Regions from separate parts of the Hordeum vulgare genome. Here region 1 is linked to region 2. The links are chromatin contacts, called in public Hi-C maps. All regions are on one chromosome and are shown on one strand. Each heading gives the region's core, a stretch centred on a gene start, on an enhancer-like site or on the middle of the called end of the contact. The rest is flanking DNA. Distances are from core to core; before and after follow the strand shown.

Region 1 (6,137 bases), core at 243-2,742, 230 kb after region 2:
TCGTCAGAAGCTTTGCTATTTCCTCCTCCATAGCCCTGTGATGTGGTTCGACTAATTGCTTGATTGGGCAACTTATGTGATGTGGTTAGACTAATTGCTTGATTGGACGACTGATGTAGTTCAACTAATTGCTTGATTGGGCGACTCTTTTTCTAATGTCAAGTGAGTGCTCTCCGATTCTTGCAAGGACAACACACATGTTAGGGGATTGTCATGCAAAGATATTCCATATATTGAGTAATAAATTAACGAGCATGCTTTCCCTATTCATTAACTAACTAGACTACGCCTACATGAAATTCATCTATGAACCACACTCAAAAGAAAAAGACCTCATCTATGAACAACATAAAAAGTCAACGAAAAGATAAGGGAAACCATGAGATGCTAAACAACCTCCTATTCTATTGTTCCCCGAGTCGCCCGTGCACACGTCCTTTCTATTTTCTCAAAAGACGATCATTTTTTTTAAACACGTCTCTTAGGATTAGATCCATTAAAAATGTAGAAGAGGGTTGTCCAGCTAATTAACGAAAACCTGGACAAAAAACCGATACTCCCCCACCCCCAAAAGAGCATCATCAACACACCGATCCTCAAGACTGCACATCCAACAAGCCACCGGCTCTGTCATCTGAACAACCCGTAACCGGCACCCTACAACTAAAGACGAAGCCGCCGCTCAGCGCACCAGGAGAGCCGCCTGCCCTGCTGTCGCATAGATCGTGACCATACAAGACGATCGTATTTTGTCGGCGGCGTGCACGGGTCAATGTTTCCCAACAAACTAGTTCTTGAGACGGCCAAAAAACCATCCTTCGCCTCTGCGTTTAGTCAAGCAGCCCTTCGCCGCGGCTTGAGGTGGTTCCATCTCGTCCCGGGGCCAGGCAGCCCGCAACAAACTCTCCCAACAGAGTTGATTTCATTTGACTCGTGCTTTCCATGGAAATAACACTCCCATCCACCTCTGCATGTGCCGACGAGGCTGCGAAAACATGGTGCACCGACACGGGAGAAGAGAAGGAACGCGCCGGTGGGCGCCGGACCTGGCCCACGCGAGGGCCCATCCACTCCGGCGGCTCGTCCCGTCCGTCGACCGGGCGGGCGGAGCAAGGCCGCGCCCCTCTCCCTTCCCTTGGATTGGAATATTCACCTGCATATTCCGCGACGGCGACCCGCGCCGCGATTAGCAAAGCGTAGCTCCACATTTACGACCCCCGAAAAGTAGCCACGGCTCTTTTCCTTAGCTTAGGGCAAGCAGCTAGCGATGACTTTGGCCAGACCGTCCCAAAATACACAAACTATTTTTTTTGGTTTGTCAAAAAATGTGCAAAGTTCGATCGGGGAACGCGTACGATCCACGCCCCAGACGCCAGGCACCAACCACAAGCCGAACGGACACTGCCGCCGGGCCCCACGCCAGGCCAGCCCACCACCAGTGCCCGGCCGCCAGCCACAGCGTATACCCTAAATTATTAACACAAGTCGGGAGCGAACGCGCAGCGCCTCCATATATTCCAGCCACCGCCGCCACTCCCCGTCAAACCCACGCGAACGCGAGAGAGAGGAGAGAGAGCTCAGAAAGCACCGCCCCCGCGAATCCGCGCCCGGATCTCTCGGCCCGGCGGCGATGGCGCTCTCCGACCTCTCCCGCGACTCGCTCCTCCCCAGCTTCCTCTACTCCTCCCCCGCCGCGCGCTCCTTCACCGCCCCGCGCTTCCCCTCCTCCCCGTCGCCCTACCAGGCGCCCGCCGCGGCCCCGGCCGCCGGCATCGTCGGCGCCGGCGGGGCCGGGGGCGGCAGGCCCTTCTCGATCCGCGCGCCCAACGAGAAAATCGTCATGTACTCGCCGGCCTTCTACGCCGCCTGCACCGCCGGGGGGATCGCCAGCTGCGGCCTCACCCACATGGCCGTCACCCCGCTCGACCTGGTCAAGTGCAACATGCAGGTGAGGGACCTAGATCTGCGCTCCCCCGCGCGTCCGGGGCTCCGTACCCGACGGTTTCCGCCTAGATCTGGCCGTTAGCTTCGATGCGGGCGCGAGTTTCGATCTCCTCCGTCGTCTAGGCAGGCATTTCGCGATCTGGATGCGTAAATCTAGCCTGTTTCCGCTTGACCGCGCGTGTTGGTGCTGTCTAGGATTTGTGTATTGTTTTGTTCCCCGAATGCCTTTTGGTTTGCCCAGATGTGCTTGCTGCGCTTGCTTAGGAACTGGTAACTAGTAGGAGTACATGCTAGCAGTCAAGTATTGCACTTCCAGTAGGTACATTTCATCGCTTGCTAGTTGATTCGTGTGTCTTCCTCATCGGAGTAGTCTCGTTTTGGTACAAATTGTGTTGTTGAAAATGTAATTCTTAGGCGTTTACTTGGTTCAGTATTGTCGTGCAAATTATGTTGATGGATGTGTAATTCTTAGGGGCTTACTTGGTTCAGTATTGTCGTGCAAATTATGTTGATGGATCTGCAATTCTTAGGTGCTTACTTGGTTCAGTATTGTCGTGCAAATTATGTTGTTGAAAATGTAATTCTTAGGCGTTTACTTGGTTCAGTATTGTCGTGCAAATTATGGTGATGGATGTGCGATTCTTAGGCGCTTACTTGGTTCAGTATTGTCATGCAAATTATGTTGATGAATGTGCAATTCTTAGGCTTTTACTTGGTTCAGTATTCTCGTGCAAATTATGTTGAGGAATGCACAATTCTTAGGCTATTGCTTTGTTCAGTATTGTGTGGTTCAAATTATGTTGATGAATGTGCAATTCTTAAGCTTTTACTTCGTTCAGTATTGTGGTAGAAATCATGTTGAGGACTGTGCATTTTGTAAGGTTTTTTACTTTGGTTCGATATAAAATCATGTCTGAACCTGAACCATATAATCTGTGGTGCTTAGCTCTTTTGTCGGTCCATCAATAAGTTAATTCAAGTCTATGCCTGAAAGGGGTGTGAGTTGCCTGTGATCACTTTATATGTGCTTCATTTCTGTTCATACATGAAAATTCAGTACCAACTGTACGGCTGTAGGCTATTGATCAAAACTAAAGTTCACTAGTTTGATCATCTAATGTTGTTTGTTTGAAAATTGGTATTGTTCAAGCTTAATACTTATCCATCTTTTGTTTAGGACTGTTGATTTGTTTATTTTTATTTTCTTATTCCAGTTAGCATTGTACATTTAAGTACCATCTACTAAGATTTTTGGGATTTTCCTTTTGACATTTGAAGCTGTAACTGGTACTAGGTGTGAACGAAGTACTTTGGATCTAACCCATTTCTATCAATTGTTGCAGATTGACCCGGCGAAATACAAGAGCATCACATCTGGATTTGGTGTTCTGTTAAAGGAGCAAGGAGCTAGGGGATTCTTTAGGGGATGGGTGCCTACCTTGCTTGGTTACAGTGCTCAGGGGGCTTGCAAGTTTGGGTTCTACGAGTTCTTTAAGAAGACCTACTCAGATATGGCTGGGCCTGAGAATGCCGTGAAGTACAAGACCCTAATTTACCTTGCAGGGTCAGCTTCTGCCGAGGTAATTGCTGACATCGCTCTGTGCCCCTTTGAAGCTGTCAAGGTCCGTGTGCAGACACAGCCTGGATTTGCCCGTGGCTTGAGTGATGGGCTTCCCAAGTTCATCAAAGCCGAGGGTGCTGCTGGGTAAGTAAATCTCCAGCCGCCTCAGAAACTTCATGATTTGCTTCTCTTATCCTTATCACATGTCCTCTAACTTTATTGGTTAATAATGCCAGGCTTTACAAGGGCATCGTTCCGCTCTGGGGTCGCCAGATTCCTTGTGAGTGTTTTCTCTTATCATTCTCTTAGTCTTTTAATTTGAACTGTCGCTATCATGATCGTTTCCTAAATTTGGCCTGCTTTGGAACCAAATGCTCTAAAGCTGGTCTCCTGTTTCATCTGATTGGCACTGTTTGTTTTCTTTGATATACCAATTGGTGATGTTTTGTTACTTCCTCTTCTCCTGTATGAGCAAGCTTCTAACCTATAGTTGTGATGGAAGTTTGTAGCTGAAACTCCAAAATTCACTTTTCTTGTAAAAAATAAATATGTTAGCCAGACATGGGATTACCGTATGCCTGTATCTACTGAACTTGACAACTTTTGTCTATCGGAAATGGGTTATGGCAGAACATTTTGTATCTAGATGTCTGTTGTATGTTTGGCAATTTTGTTTGGGTACTCTGTTCATAAATGACAATAGAAATTCCCATCAATCTCAGTTCCATACCTTATACCAGTTTTTACATGATGAATGTTTTGTTTCCCCTCTCGTAAAATGTTATGTTTGGTTATGGTTCATCATGTTAACTGATGTAGATCGTTAACTGATGTTAACAAGTCTGGAAGTTTATGCAGACTAATGTTAACTGATGCAGATTGCAAGTATTTGCGACCAATTCTAGAATTGGCCATTGTTAATTGAATGACATAATATTTGAATTTTATTAGTTATAGCCTTCTAGGTAGCACATGTCATCTACTCCCTCCGTTCCTAAATAAAGTCATACGTAGCAAAATGGATGAATCTACACTCTAAAGTATGTCTATATTCATCCGTATGTAGTTTTTAGTGGAATCCCTAAAAAGTTTAAGAACGGAGAGAGTAGATAGAATTGGAAAGTTGCTGAATGTACAGTGCTTTGAACTTCTGTTATTGCTCATATGTTACTTCCATGCTTTATTCAGATACCATGATGAAGTTTGCGTCCTTCGAAACTATTGTTGAGCTTATCTACAAACACGCTGTTCCTGTTCCGAAGGCCGAGTGCAGCAAGTCTTCCCAGTTGGGTATCAGCTTTGCTGGTGGCTACATTGCCGGTGTTTTCTGTGCTATTGTTTCTCATCCGGCTGACAACCTTGTCTCGTTCCTCAACAATGCCAAGGGTGCTACAGTGGGCGATGTAAGCTTTGTTTCTATCATTTTTTCATTGTCTTTGAGATCTTCTATCCTCTTTGTTGAACTACTGGACTATTTGCTGACTTTATGCTGTTATTAAACCTTTGTAGGCTGTTAAGAAGATTGGCATGTTGGGCCTTTTCACCAGAGGGCTCCCCCTTCGTATCGTCATGATTGGTACTCTTACTGGTGCTCAGTGGGGAATCTATGATGCGTTTAAAGTTATGGTGGGACTGTAAGTATCTCATCCCCTATGCAAATCCATCAGTATGTAATGGTAAACAGCTTCTGAGGAAGTACTAACAATTGGTTATCCATTTTCTTCCAGCCCGACCACCGGCGGTGCTCCACCAGTTGCTCCGGTAGAGGAATCAGCTTGATTGATTTTTGCTGCTATGACGATGTATTCCTGGTTGTGGTTATTGGTGGATGGGACTGTATCAATTACTTGTTTAGCACCCAAAATCTTTTGTTATTGTAGCAGATGGTTATTGTCTCTATCAGATGAGAGGAACTCATTAAGCAGGCGAAATAGGCCTTTTTTTGCCCCCCGGGAAAGTTTGATGCTTGACATAATAAGTTTTAGGACAGCAAGGCTGTTAGAGCGCAGGTTCTGCCATCACCTGTACTGAGGGATTCCCATATAATCTTGTTTACCTCCAATATTACGCTGTTTATATCGTGGATGCTGGTTTCTGAATGGTTGGAAAGTTTACTTGTACACTACTACTCCCTCCGTTCCTAAATATAAGACCTTTTAGAGATTGTACCATAAACTACATACGGATGTACATGAGGGAGTAGTAGTTATCTTCATGCTGGCAAAAGTTTAATCTTCTAGATGAAGTCACGCACTTCCAAATCAAAGTCACTTGCCTTTCTTATTGGCTGGTACTGTTTAACGAAGAAAGATGCAGTGGGGGTAGATTTGTATTCTAATGTATGGGGCGTATGTTTGGGGAACTATTCCAAGGCCCTGTTTGTATCCTGAGTTAGAGTATGTTAGATTGGATCAATCTAACCTTAAAACATCCAAACAGGGAGGGTTAGAGTTGGTAACCCATTTAAAAAAATTAACCCACCCAAGAGTGTTTATTTGGGTTAGAGTTAAGTTGGGCCCACAAAAAGTTACTTTTTTCTCTATTTTCACCACACCAAAGCCTTGATAAAGGAGCCAAATGATTGAAAAAGGTGTATTTATTGACAATCTAACCCTTCCATCCGAACACTTTT
Region 2 (5,808 bases), core at 1,208-3,707:
TTGCAGTTTAGATTTCGATTAACCTGATCCAGAATGCTAATTTGCCCCTATATATAATACTTCCTCCGTCCAGAATTATTTGTCGCTCAACTGATGTATCTAGATGTATTTTAGTGGTAGATACATCTGCTCGAGTGTCAAGTAATTCCGGACGGAGGGAGTATAACATATAAACATGGGGAGGTCGTCTTGATGATATTTTGTGCATAATGTATACGTTGCGATGGCAGATGTCTAATGCAAATGTTTTTGATTGCAGAATATGTTCAAAAACATGGCATACACTGCAGGATTTCATGCTGGCTTCGATACCATGCTCAAGTCAGGTTTAGGTGGGATGCCCTCCCGGAAATAGTCGGTTAATTTGATATAGGAGACAGTGAGTTGATTCAGTCAATTTTTGTATGCCCCTTGGTGTAAAATCAAATCATACCATATAATACTTATTATGTTGAATGATTCCATTGAAAGTATCACCTTTGTGATTGCTTTTGGGGATTTGCTCAAGTGCTTTCACGTTTTGCTTCGAGATTACTGTGCTGATTGTTTTAGCCGCAAGATAAATCTCCTCAACTGACCTAAAAATGAAAATTATAACTCTCTGTATAGTTGACATTGTGAGTGGCACAATTACATTTTGGCCGTTCTTTGCACAATTACATCTCCTATTTCATTTCCATATTAATTTCCAGTGTCCCCTGCATCTCCAGTACATATCCACCATTGCTGTTGAACTCCGGGAATATTTACAGGGGTCCGTCATGCTTTACCTGCCATTATCAGCCATTAAAATGTTAAGTCAGTAAGCGTGTATGTGCGGCAGTTTTCTGATGTTTTGCAAGCACGGCAACGATCAGAATTCAGATGACTTAACTGAGCAAACACGTTCAGGTTGTCTTTGGGGTAGTGGCTGGCATCCCAGCTGGAAACGGCTAGAGAAGAAACAGGGAGCGCCACCACGCGTAGAAAGCTGAAAGAAAAATTCAGAAGCAGAACACTTAAAAACAAGCATGCTGTTTTACGGTCCAAAAAGGAAATCGAAAATGCAAATAAACTCTTTATCCGTTTTTCCATTGAGGATTATTAGGAGTACATTAGAGTTGTCAGTTATCACAGCATGGGTCTTGTTAGGCAAAGAAAGAGAAGAAGAAAACGCAAGTGGCGACGAGAACGAAAGACTGGAGGGCCGACATGTCATTACCGCCGGCGTCGCCATCCTCGGGCCTGCCGTGCCGGCGCCGCCCGTACTCCCACCCGTCGTCCGGGTCCTCCGTCCCGCGCGCCGGCACCATCCACGACAACGGCCCCCACCTCACCATCGTCGCCGGCTCCCTCTCCCTGTCTCTGTTTCTTGCACCGCCGCCGCCATTGCTGCCGCTGGCGCGACGCGTGCTGGGGGCGGCGCCGCCGGGCAGCTTGAAGCGGCAGACGGGGCACGAGTTGTGGAGGCGGAGCCAGGGCACGATGCAGTCGGAGTGGTACACGTGCTTGCACGGCAGCTGCCGCGCGGCCTCCCCGAGCTCAAACTCCTCCTTGCACACGGGGCACTGTGACCCGCCGCCGTCGTCCGACAGGTGCTGCGCGGCGATCCGCACCGTCGGGAGCGAGTCGATGGCCGACGTGGGCGCCGGCGCGGGGCCCGGCCGGTCGTTCTGGGTCAGCTCCTCCACGAGGCGGTTCAGGTCGCCCCCCGTGAAGTAGTCCCCCGGGTCGATGGCCGGGGGCGTGGCCACCGGCGCCGGCGGCGGGGAGGGCACGCGCCGGCGAGGCGGGGGCGCCGGGGCCGGCGCGTGGACCCGCGTCGGCTCCCGCACCGGCGGGGGCAGCTGGCGGAGCGCGCGGCCGGGCACCGAGGGCCCAGCGCCGTACACGACCCACCGGCGCGGGTTCCCGTCGTGGTAGTGCGTAGGGTGCGGCGCGAAGTGGTGCGGGAAGAAGCCCGGCGGCGGGAGCGCCGGGCGCGGTGGCGGGTCGATCTCGTGGAGGAAGCGGCCGTAGCAGCGCGGGCAGAAGACGTCGGTGGCCGGGTAGGAGATTATGCGGAGCGCCCGCGCGCACTCGTAGCACCAGTACATGCGGCACGTCCGCTGCCGCACCACGCCGCCGCCGCCGCCGTACACGGGCATCATCGTCGCGTACACGGTGGGTGGGGTGGCTTGATCGTCCCGCTAGGCGGAGTGCTGGCGAGGTCTTGGGAAGGAAAGTCGCCGGGATGCATGGAGCGGGAGGATCGCATGGTTTTAAAGGAAGGCAACGCGGGAGGAGATGGTGACACGGGCGGGCGGGAGTTAAAGGATGGCTTTGCGGGGAGACGAAAGCGATCCTGCGGCGATCGGCAGTTCGGTTTGGCTTGCCTTGGCTCTGGTGGTGTGGCTTGTGCGGGGTGCGAACCTCGGGGAGGGGGAGCTCTGGTTGCTTGCCGGCCAGGAGGAAGATGAAGAGGTGGCGGTGGCGGGAAGTAACTGTGGACGGTTTGGTTTTGGGCGTGGAGGAGGGGAAGGAAGGAAGGAAGGAAACGCCGAGAGCCAGCTTTCCGGCACCGAGCTCGCGCCCGCCCTGCTGAAACAGGCCAGGATGGGCCGAAACCCAGAATTGGCTCTAGCCTTTGGGCCACCGCGGGAGAAGTGCCACAAATTACCGGACCAGGTCGCTCAAAGCCAAAAAGGAAAAAAGAAAACCTCTTTCTAAAGAAAAGGCATCATGGATTTCTCGGCGGCTCGGCCATTTTTTTTTTTTTGGCATTGAATATGGAAGCTTTATTGCGGAGGTAACATATGGCTACACTCCGCCCTCATGCTGATTATAAGAAAATCAGGGCTTACATCAATCTAGCTAGCATGTATAACAAAAAAAAGAAGAGTTGATCTCCCTTATTTCCCTAATGATAGGCGTGGCAATTGAACGAGAATTGACACGCGGCGACGAGAGATCCATGATCTTCAAGTTATCCATCTACATTAGCACCAGCAACTCCATTACCATTGGATTAGTAATCCCATCCAGTGACTTAATCCACGCGCCAAGGAAATTCAGATGAGAATGTGCAACCCTGCCAGCACTCCACTGTCGACCTCCAAGCTCTAGAGCATCGTTGACGTTGATTTTAATCGAACCTGGATCCGATGGACACCAACATCAACCCATCGACATCGTCCTCCTATCCAGTGGCAACTCAAGAGAGTCTCATCAACATGACGCACAACTTACGCAGGATACCAGGTGGCACTGACCCACCAGCATCTTCCTCCTGTCCGATGGCTCGGTCAATTCTTTACTAGGCCACTTGTAACAACTGTACTAGCCTACTATCTACCGATCAATACTGTTGATAAATACACCCGTCAATAATATTAGGGGAAAGTACATTTTTGTCCCTCAACTTTATTGATAGTATATAAATGGTCCCTTAACATCAATTCGAGGAAAACCTAGTCACTCGACTATCAAAATCATCCACTTTTAGTCCTTTGGGTTCCTTTGGGTGATTTTTGTGCTGATGCATAATGGCTTTAACCATTAACCCTGCCACATCGTCATCGACCTTACCTTCGTCCCGCCTCTATCTCTCACCACCACACGACCGCATGTCACGGTTGTGTCCATCTTGGCACCAATTTGCGCCATCTTTTTATCCGACAGTCAGAGATGAACTTGGACATCATCATCGATCTTGCCGCTGACACCAGAATTAGTCATTATCGTCATCACCAATGATGTGGGGATGCGAAGGCCGATGAGCGAGTTAACATATTACAAATATGTGTGCTTGACACTCTCCCATGAACACGAGAAAAAAATGGATCACCATAGACATTGGAAGCCCCTATCCAGGTAGTGTGGCGACGAATGCATCTAGTGTGTACTTGGTTGTGCAAATACGAGCACGAGCTAGGGCGACATGGACCTGGATCTAGTCATTGTTTGGGCTACGCTTACGAGGATGTGGTCTAGGTAGCGAAGACCGGTCTCCATATGGAATGTCACAGCCGCAACAAGTGAAAGTAGAGAGGGATCGATAGAGGAGGGGGAGGAATATGATACCATGAAATTTTAGCTTAACTTTCATTAATGTGATAGTTCGGTTAAAGTAAGTTCTATAGTAATACAATGAGGTAATATCACTAGGAGTCATAGAACTTGCGTCACATGTTTAGTTCGATGTTAGAATTTTGAAAATATGGTTTTGTTGTCACCTAACTTAGACTCGAGTTGGTCACAATACAACTATGAGGGTATATATGTGTGTATGGCCCTACTGGTCAGTGAGTGATGATCCTTGACGCAATGATTTTGCACAACTATGAGGGTATATATGTGTGTCCATTTTTTATTGACAGAGTGTATCAGTGTATATGGTCCCATCAATCAGTGCTCGGCACGAAGATTTTTGCACACACCCCTCACCTTTCATTTGATAGAATAAACCGGACACCAACACTGCACATATATGCAAAAATTAACAACTAATATGGAGAAAGCCAGGACTCAAACCAGCGACCAACAGGTTTACCACGGGACCTAGCCAGTAGCCACTACAACCTTCAGGTCCGGTATGTCGATATCGAAATTACATGTATTCAAAGGGAGCATGTGGAGCTTAAATGGGATGTGTGTATTGCAGCCCAGTGTGCACGCATATTATTTTAAGGTATTTGTAAAACCTATGTGTTATATAAACGTGTGTTTCCTCAAAAAAATATATAAATGTGTGTATTACATATTTTTGCCTGCTCTACTTTTTTAAGATAAAAAAATACTTAGTATATATTTTATAAACCTGAGTATTATATAAGTGTAAGTAATTAAGTTATGTCAAATATTTGTGCGAAATATTATACATACAAAGGATGATTGAAAATATTTTGTATACATATAATATCATACATAGAAATAATTATTTGTAAAAAATATTATACATACAAAAAGATATTAGTAAATAGAATCATTGACACACAAAGGGAATCGTATACGGGATTAATTGAATCCTTGACATTGTGGTTCATCCGATGAGATCATCGTGGAGCAAGTGGGAGCCACCATGGGTATCCAGACCCCGCTGATGGTTATTGGCCGGAGAGGTGTCTCGGTCATGTCTGCCTGTCTCCCGAACCCGTAGGGTCTACACACTTAAGGTTCAGTGACGCTAGGGTTATAGGGAATTGTTATACGAGGTTACCGAAAGTTGTTCGGAGTCCTGGATGAGATCCCGGACGTCACGAGGAGCTCCGGAATGGTCCGGAGGTAAATATTGATATATAGGACGGATGGTTTCAGACACCGGAAGTGTTTCAGGCATCACCGATAACGTACCGGGACAACCGGGACCACCGGAGGTGGCCCCGGGGGTCCACCGAAGGGGGGCAACGACCCTGGGAGGTAAGGTGGGCCGAGTGGGGAAGGGAACCAGCCCCTTGGGCTGGTGTGCCTCCCCACTCAGCCCAATGCATGGGGGAGAGAAAAGGAGGGGGGGCAAACCCTAAGCCAGGTGGGCCTAAGGCCCACCAGGGGTGCGCCACACCCCTCCTCCCCCCTTGGCCGCCGCACCAGCCCCCATCTAGGGCTGCCGCCCCCCAGGAGAGGGAAACCCTCAAGGGGGTGCAACCCCCCCTATATATAGTGGGCACTTTTGGCCATTGGAGATCAGACTTTTGCCTCTCTCTCGGCGCAGCCCTGCCCTTCTTCCTCCTCCTCTCTGCCGGTGCTTGGCGAAGCCCTGCCGGGGGACCTCGTCTCTCCATCGACACCATGCCGTCGTGCTGCTGGAGTTCTTCCCCAACCTCTCCCTCCTCCTTGCTGGATCAAGGTGCG

The links. Hi-C and Micro-C count contacts between places; a contact is called where the count stands out from the background.
Region 1: a contact with region 2 is called in a Hi-C map of leaf, with 2.9 times the contacts expected there. The contact joins the promoter of LOC123400998 here to the promoter of LOC123402572 in region 2. A contact is called at or near these places in 2 of 6 Hi-C or Micro-C datasets (leaf and seedling) and 1 of 1 datasets of contacts at active chromatin or transcription factors (embryo).

Annotation. Positions count from the first base shown.
Region 1 is chr6H:523,763,233-523,769,369 of MorexV3_pseudomolecules_assembly, forward strand. It overlaps LOC123400998 (mitochondrial phosphate carrier protein 3, mitochondrial-like), which reads left to right and starts at 1,493. Exons shown (of 6, transcript XM_045094714.1): 1 at 1,493-1,948; 2 at 3,288-3,649; 3 at 3,742-3,785; 4 at 4,694-4,908; 5 at 5,015-5,139; 6 at 5,233-5,604. The coding sequence starts at 1,631. The coding sequence ends at 5,284.
Region 2 is chr6H:523,532,891-523,538,698 of MorexV3_pseudomolecules_assembly, forward strand. LOC123402572 (probable E3 ubiquitin-protein ligase RHC1A) reads right to left here and starts at 2,458. Exons shown (of 3, transcript XR_006611305.1): 1 at 1,202-2,458; 2 at 875-970; 3 at 259-770. LOC123402571 (prolyl-tRNA synthetase associated domain-containing protein 1) reads left to right here. Exons shown (of 12, transcript XM_045096494.1): 12 at 260-529. The coding sequence ends at 355.